2 separate regions of the Podarcis muralis genome follow, and region 1 is linked to region 2. The links are chromatin contacts, called in public Hi-C maps. All regions are on one chromosome and are shown on one strand. Each heading gives the region's core, a stretch centred on a gene start, on an enhancer-like site or on the middle of the called end of the contact. The rest is flanking DNA. Distances are from core to core; before and after follow the strand shown.

What was found. A called contact is a pair of places that touch in the nucleus more often than the background predicts.
Region 1: a contact with region 2 is called in a Hi-C map of tail, with 3 times the contacts expected there. The contact joins the promoter of LOC114602536 here to the promoter of LOC114602955 in region 2. A contact is called at or near these places in 2 of 3 Hi-C or Micro-C datasets (blood and tail).

Annotation. Positions count from the first base shown.
Region 1 is chr7:19,930,896-19,935,377 of rPodMur119.hap1.1, reverse strand. LOC114602536 (actin-related protein T2-like) reads right to left here and starts at 2,236. Exons shown (of 1, transcript XM_028740879.2): 1 at 1,032-2,236. The coding sequence starts at 2,214. The coding sequence ends at 1,114.
Region 2 is chr7:19,510,797-19,514,842 of rPodMur119.hap1.1, reverse strand. LOC114602955 reads right to left here and starts at 2,581. Exons shown (of 14, transcript XM_077931348.1): 1 at 1,465-2,581. The coding sequence starts at 1,651.

The sequences.
Region 1 (4,482 bases), core at 987-3,486, 420 kb before region 2:
ATGACTTCTGGGAATTGTAGTTTAGGGGGCCGCATGAAACAAATTCCCTGATAGAGTCCTTCGGTTCTCAGGACTACATTTCCCAGTTTGCTTTGCCCTCCACTCAGGAAACCTGGGAAATATAACCCTCGGAAAGGCAAAAACATATCTGAGGGGCTCTCAGAGGAAATGGCAGTTAAAGCAGGATTAACTCTGAGCTGGAAATGTGTGGCCCTTCCAAAACTGAAAAGGTTGTTAAAACTTTTACGCCTTATCACAAAGGATACTGCGAGCTGTAGTTTTTTTATTTTGGTTTTAACAACATTTATATAGCACTTAAGCAAAAGCTTTAAGTGCTTTACAATAAATATTAAATTTATCAATGAAAAAATTAAAAGTGAGGCATTAAAAGCATAGTTGGAAGGTGGTGCTGGAAATTCTCGGTAGTGATCCCTCTCTTTTGATGAACCTCCGCAGAAGAGTTTCCCAAGACCCTTAAAAAGGTAAAGGACCCCTGACAGTTAAATCCAGTCGCATTATCTACTTGCACTTTTTTAGCATGTTTTTGAACTGCTAGGTTGGCACAGCTCAGTGGTTTACACCACAGTGCCACCCGCATCCCCCCCTCCCGACCCTTAGGGAAGAGTTAAAGCCCAGGGTTGCCATGACGGCAGTATCCCAAAGCTAGTGATGTCACAATGCAGGGTGATGTTATAAGAGAGTGCCTGTGGTGTCACAAGGCTGCCAACTCTGGAAAAGCACACAAAATATTGCAAGAGTTAAGGCAGAGCCCAGAAGGAGTATGAAGGCAAAAAAAGGGATATTCATGGAAAAATTTGATTCATTCCTCTCCCCCTCTTGATTTTCATTGAGAAGAATTGAAAATAGAGAATTAAAAAGAAAAAGAAAAACCTCATGCCTCCTGCTTTTTTCAGAGTAATGAGTGAAAGCTATCCTTTCACAGTCTCAAAAGCTCCTCCAGAACAAAATACAAACATAATTATCATAACATGAAGGTCACGCTCATAAACACAAAGAGAAAGAGACTGGAGGATTGAACACTCTTTGTACTTTTATTAAAGTTACAATCTTGCAGATCAGCTTTATAATCATCATCATAAGTATACACCCTTCTTAAAAGCACTTTCGATGGATTGCACCCGCACCAAATTCCTGGTAGTCCTCACTGGTAATCCACATGGGTACAAAAGAGTCCAGGTGAGTTAGAATGGATCCTCCCAGCCAGGCAGCGCACATTGTATCTGGAGGTGCTATGATTCGCAGCGGAACCCCCTGTGGGACTTGGTGTTCTATCTCTTTAAAAATCCTCTCATCGAGACCCTGGAAAAGTGATGATCCGCCTGAGAGGACCAGGTTCCCATAGAGGAGGCTGCAAATATCCCTGTCACACTTTCTAATGCTCTTGGTGATCATGGCTTGGATGCCCAGGGCCTCAACACCGATGATCTTTGGCACGAAAAGGATTTCTGGTGCTTGGCAGAGGTGGAGATTGAGTGTGATGGTGCTTCCATCTGGCAGCTTGAAGACCTCAGCTTTTTTTTCTGCTTCCTGCTTGGGATCCAAAGCCACATAGCAGGACTTCTCTTTGATGCTCTGCACCATGATTTTCTTGGCCCTGCTTAAGGAAGGCTGGCTGTTTTCCAAAAGGAGGCTGGCGAGGTAATTGGTAATGTCCCTTCCCGCCACATCAAGTCTGGACACTCCGTGGGGTAGGCAATATCCTTCATAGATGGGGACAGTATGAGTTACTCCGTCTCCGCTGTCCATCACCAACCCCGTGGTGCGTGCGGACGCGTAAAGGGCCAGTGTGGCTTGGACCGAGAGGTACAAAGCTGGGACCTGAAAGTGTTCAAACATCATCTCTGTTGTTCTCTCCCGATTCAACCGTGGATTCAGTGGTGGTTCAGAAAGCAGCACAGGCCTCTCGTTGGCTTTCACTTTAAGCTCCTGTTTATAGATGTGTTTCCAGAGCTTCTCCATGTCATCCCAAGACGTAATCATGCCACGCTCAACAGGATAATTCAGCACCATGGCACCCTTCTTCGAGAAAGCCTTCTCCCCAATGTAGTAATCCTCCGTGTTCTGTTTAAGGTGTCCAACAACGGATGTAATAAGCGATCGTGGTTCAGACTCACCTGAGATCCCAGCTTTGCATGACCCAGATCCATTATCAATGATCACGGCTGGCGTTTGGAGCAGCTTGATATCCAACATTGCACTGTTGGCGAAAGAACCCAAATACTAAGAGCTCAGTGATTTCCATGAGGCATCTCTAAAAGATGCTGCAACGTCTGACCGTAGAACATTCTAGAATCCTGGCGTCACAAACAGGCAAAGCTGCTTGAAATTCCAGCTCTCTTTACACCCTGAATTCATACCTCTCAAGTGTCCCGATTTAACCGGGACATCCCAAATTGACAGAAGCCGCCCCAGCTTCTGACCCCAATCGCGGATGCCCCGTTTGGCTCCTGTGCTCCAGCCACGCCAGAGCGTGGGACCAAAAGGCGGGCTTTTTTCAGTTCTGGCACGAGTCAGTTGGCTAAAACCAGATTGCAAGACCAAGAAACGGAAGGAAAAGTTACCTTCCCCCCACGTGTCATCTCTCCTCTTCCTCCCTCCGCCATGGCACTTTTGTCTGTGGCGCTGGAGGAGGAGGAGGAGGAGGCAGGTCTTGTCTATGCAGTGTCTCCCAAAGCTGCACAGGCTGGGTCGACCATTCAGTAGGCTTCTCCGGTCCACACAGCATCTCTTGATGCAGTGGAGGCCGGCATGACTTTCTGGTAGGTTCCTCCAGTCTGCACCGTGCCTCCCGAAGCAGCACAGGCCTGGGAGACCTTCCAGTAGGCCGAATTTTCATCAAAAAATGTTGGCAGGAATGTGAATTTATCTTGTACTTGTCCCACTTAAATTATCTTGGGGCCCTTACTTTATCATGGGCGCTCCTTCGTGTGTTTTGCAGGTATATTCTGCAATGTGCCCTTGACACAATAAGCATGTTGCTGGGAGACCTATACATTCACACATAATTCCACTGTATTAGTTGTTCTGCGGTGCTTCTCCAGTGTTACCATAATATTGCTATCTAGAAGGGAACTCCTCAGGGTGGTCTCCTCAGGGAGGCTTGCCTGGCTCCTTCATTACATTAAAACTGTCCCAGTGTCATCATGAGCAGAAAAAATCATGACATAATAGAGAGCCAGTGTGGTGTAGTGGTTAAGAGCGGTAGTCTCATAATCTGGGGAACCGGGTTCGCGTCTCCGCTCCTCCACATGCAGCTGCTGGGTGACCTTGGGCTAGTCACACTTCTCTGAAGTCTCTCAGCCCCACTCACCTCACAGAGTGTTTGTTGTGGGGGAGGAAGGGAAAGGAGAATGTTAGCCACTTTGAGACTCCTTAAAGGGAGTGAAAGGTGGGATATCAAATCTAAACTCTCTTATCTCTATAGACTCGAGACAAAAGCATTCCTCTTCTCCCAGGCCTTTGGCTAATTAAACAATCTATGGATCTTTAAACTGTGGTGGGGTTATTGTTTTTGTTTGTTATTATGCTATGTATTTCTGTATTTGTATATTGTTTACCACCCTGTAAGGAGTGGATGAAGGGGGTATAAAAAATAAATAATAATAATTAACAACAACATCATCATCTTTTATTGCTTATATACCACCCATCTGGCTGGGTTTCCCCAGCCACTCTGGGTGGCTTCCAACAGGAGATTAAAAATACAGTGGTACCTCTGGATGTGAATGGGATCCGTTCCGGAGCCCCGTTTGCATCCTGAAGCAAAAACGCGTCTGCGCATGTCGCGATTTGCCGCTTCCGCACATGCACATGACATCATTTTGAGCATCTGCGTGAGCGGCGAAACCCGGAAATAACACGTTCCATTACTTCCAGGTCGCCGCAGAGCGTAACCTGAAAACGCTCAACCTGAAGTGTATTTAACCTGAGGTATGACCATTCATTAAAACATCAGCCATTAAAAAACTTCTCTAAACAGGGCTGCCTTCAGATGTCTTCTAAACGTCAGATAGTTGTTTATTCCTTTGACATCTGATGAGAGTGTGTTCCACACGGCGGGTGCTACTACCGAGAAGGCCCTCTGCCTGTTCCCTGTAACTTTGCTTCTCACAGGGAGGGAACCGCCAGAAGGCCCTCGGTGCTGGACCTCAGTGTCCATGCTGAACGAAAGGAATGGAGACGCTCCTTCAGGTATACAACAACAACAACAACAACAACAACAGCTCGACAAAAGCAGAACATACACAAACACAAAACCGCATTTGTGGTATTAAAAGTTACAGGGTTTCAGAAGTTATGGGACATGCATTTCTGGAAACAAAGTAATATGTACACCCTAAAACATGTACAGTATTGAAAGCAGAGTCATTTAAAACTGTCCCAGTGTCATCATGAGCACAAATAATTATGAATGCCCAGTAAAAAGGATGGATGGATGGGTTTTCAGCTTCTTCCAAAGAA
Region 2 (4,046 bases), core at 1,332-3,831:
CGAAGTCATGCGACTTTCTGCTATATTTCTGGAAGTGGTTTTTATGTCTTACGAAAGTTCAGGTGTGATGCGGAAACCAGCAGCTGGGCGAATGGTATAAACTGCCCTTTGACTGCTGCCTAAGACTATTAACCCTGGAATCTAAAATCATCTAGATGCACCAAGTTTGTCACCAAATATGGTGGTAAACTTAGATAGCTCAAAGCTTACCCACCGCCAACAGTTAGACACACCCATGTAGGGCAGGACTATCAGTGAAGATGCATGATGATCATTTGATGGGGCTTCCAGGTCCATCAGAGCTGGGGAACCTGTGGTCCTACAGATGTTGCTGGGTGACAGCTGCCAGCATCCTAAGGACAGGCCTTGCTGACTGTGGCTGATGGGAGGTGGAGTCCAACATCTGTGGGTCCACAGGTTCCCTACCATAGATGTATAGAGACACTTCTCAGCACCACAAGGTGGGACACAAAACAAGAAAGAGGAATTTGCACTGGCTGCCTAAGAGCCACCAAGTCACTTTTAAGGTTCTGCTATTTACATGCAAAGCCTTAAATAAATCTGGACCAGGTTCCCTGAAAAACCATGCTCCCTTCCACTGCTCAATGAGGGCACTGTGATCAGCAAATGTGACCTGGTTAGTTTTGCCATGGCCTGCTGATAATCAACTCACCGAGACGCAAAGGCAGGCTTGTTTAGTGGTGGCACCACTGTTGCAGAACACCCTCCCTGCTGAAATGCAAGAGACGCCATCAGTATTGGCATTCTGCCGGCTCCTGAAGACACACCTGTCTAGGAAAGCAATCCCTTGAACTGGAACTTCTGATCTTGTTGTTATAGCCGTTTTCATTGTCATGCTTTTTATGCAATTGGCATGGCTTGTGTAATTTTAAATTAGGAGTGTTTTTAAGGTTTATGTTGACTTGTTTTATTGCATGCTTTAATTATGTGTGTATTTTATTGTTGTAGAAGCCATTTTGGCCTAAAAATGGCACATGAATTGATAAACAATAAAAAAAAACCAACACCAAGCACCCAGTGACCTCAGACTAGCTTCTGCAGGACTAACCAGAAATAGACAGCCTGTGGTTTTCCAGATGTTCTTGAATTCCAACTCCCAGCCCCAGCTGATGTTCAGGAGTAGATCTGGAGGCCCCCCAGGCTCTGTTCCCCTGGACTGCATAGACCAGTTGCTTTAGATATTAAATTGTATGCATGTGTGCTGCACATGATGGGAACGGACCAGAGCCAACTAATTCTAGTTTCATCCCCATCCTCTTCCCTGCCGAGTCCCACAAGGGGCACCACTGAGCCTGAGGAGGAGGAAGCTGGCACTGGATGGAAGGAAGAAGGCAGGCCAGGGAGACCTGGCTGAGGGCAGACTGAGGTTGGTAGGGCAGCACCCATCTGCTCTAACGGACCAGCAGGAAACGCAACCGCAAACAAAGCAAGCCAAGACCTCACCTTGCAATTGGGCCGAAAGCACCTCCTGTTGCTGCTTGTATTTCAAAGCCAAGGCTTCTGCGGACTTCACCTTCTGCTGGAGGTGGTTGTACAGGAAAGCTCCGGATGCCAGGCAGGCCACGGCCACTAGGCAAAACCCAGTTTGCAAGAGGCCCTTTTGCCTCCTGGTGCACAGCCCAGTCCCCATCCCGGGAGCTTCCTTGCCAAAGGATTTATTTTTTCACTTTTCTTCGCCGCTGTACCATCTGGTCTGAGTTTTCGTGAGCACCCAAGAACAGCAGCTTGCCCTCTTTCCGAACGGCCAGTCCGTTGAAATAACAATAATAATAATGGTCTTTCTTTAAATTCTCCCAGATGGAGGAGGATCCTTCCTTTTCCTCTTCTCTTTACAGGACCAGGCTGGCTTAACAATCCTCATAGTCAGTGAGAAGGAATAGAGGCTGGGGCAAAGGACAAGCTCATCTCTTCCCAGCTAGAAACTGCTGGGGTTTGAAAGAAGCCCCAACAATTAAAAAAAAAACCCTACCAGAGATTGCACCGTTTTATTCCATCTCCTTCCGCTGTTTCCTTTCTTCTCGAGCCCAGGTGTGTGCGCGTGCACAGGAGAAAACTTTTTCTTAAACTTCCTTTTTCCTTGTGCTGTAGGAAGCGGGGTGGGGGATTTGGGAAGTGGAGCGCAAAGCACGGAGGACTTTCCCAGGTTTAAGGAAGTTCCTTTCCCGCCCAGCCCCCTCGCCCAGCCCAGCAGCTACACGCGCAACACTAGGGGGCAGTTTATCATCGCAAGCTGCCCTCTCCCTCCCCTGAAAAACTTGCAAACAATCTTAACACGGAGAGAGGAAGCCGAAGCAGGATCCCCAAGGGAAGCGTGGAAACGGACCAGGAAACTGACCGCAGGATTTGCAGGCGGCTGCAAAAACATTGACTCCTTTCTGGTCTCCTTTCCTCCGGACTCTCCCTCCTCCAACTTGAAACGGGGTGGCGGTGGTGGGAAGGATCGGCTGGGGAGGTGGAGGAAGGATCCGAAAGGAGGAGGAGAAGGGCAATTTTGCGATATGCAGAGAGAGAGAGAGAGAGATTGAGAGAGGTGGTTGGCGGCGGTGGAAGGAGGATGCGGAGCTGGGCGGAGCTGAACTAGGAAGGAAAGGGGGCGGCGGTGGGAGCATCAGGGGAAAGGGGAGGGGGGTGGAGAGGCGGGGGAGGGGAGGGGAGAGGCGGGGGAGGAGCCGGAGGAATAAGATCCCAGGGATCGCCAAAGAGCAGGGTTGCAATGGAGCGGGATGTGCTTTGCGCGCGGGGCGCACGAGACTGTCAAGCCCGTTGCGCGCTCACTCGGAAGCAAGCCCGCTGACCAGCCGCCGGGGATCGCTGCTGAAATCCGGCTCAGTGGCGCGGTTAGGGGATCGCAGATCCCTCGCGCCCTTCCTAACCTTGGCTGTGCCGGCTCCCCAAGATCCCTGGAAACTGCCTCTTGTTCTGTGTTGGTGGGAACTGTAGCAATGCGGGGGTAAACTATAGGACCCTGGGTTAGTGAGCTGGGAGAGTCTGTGGCAGAGAGCAGTCCAGAAGCAGGTGAGGATGGGGGCCAAGAGGCAGAGATGAGTCAGGCTGGTGAAGAGTCAGGGGTGTCTCTCCCACCTGCTGCCACAAGATCCCTCCCCACTTGTCTCCCAGAACCAGAAGAGGGCTGAAATGGGCAGAGCAGCAGCAGGCTTGCATGCAGGCCCAGTCTCCGATTGCTTGGGGAAAGCCCTGGAAAGGAAAGCACTTAGGTGGCTGTGAGGAGGTGGGGACTTTCAGTCTCAGCAAATGATTTTCCTGGAGGAAATCCAGAATGAGCTACTCTGCTCATTAGGCCTGACACTCAGCCATATCTGCAAAGATTGTGTTTTTTTGCTAATAAAGAGTTAACTCCAACTTTGAACAGTGTGATTTGCTGCCAGCTCACTTTTTGACACTGCCTGCCCTCTCTTTAGTCCCAGGGTTTCCCCTTGTAGAACTTGGCAAGGAGGAGGCGGCCAAAACTGGTATTACTTGGCTCTGCCTGTCGTTGGCTCTGGTGTCACCTACTGCTGGACTCCCTGCCTTCCACCCAAGGATGGGTAGCTGCTGCAGGGATGTTCTGCCTCTGTGCAAAGAGCTTACAGTTCCTTTTCCCCCTGCAAGGCTTTATTTTAACCCAAAAAACACTTTATACATCAGGCATAGGCAAACTCAACCCTCCAGATGTTTTGGGACTACAACTCCCATCATCCCTGACCACTGGTCCTGTTAGCTAGGAATGATGGGAGTTGTAGTCCCAAAACATCTGGAAGACCAAGTTTGCCTATGCCTGCTATACATCCTCAAATGAACTCTTAAGGAAATCGCCATCTTGGAGAATCCTCAGTGCCCATTAGGCTTATTACAGACATGACTCATGGAGCTGCTACTTTACATATGATATTTAACTACTTAATTGGTGGAACCTCCAGCTCAGCAGTCCCGTGTGGCCCTCCAGGCCTCTCTCTGCGGCCCTCAAGACTCTCCCCAGGCCACACCCTTTTCACCTTCCTTGAGCATCCTTACCTGGCTGGAATGTA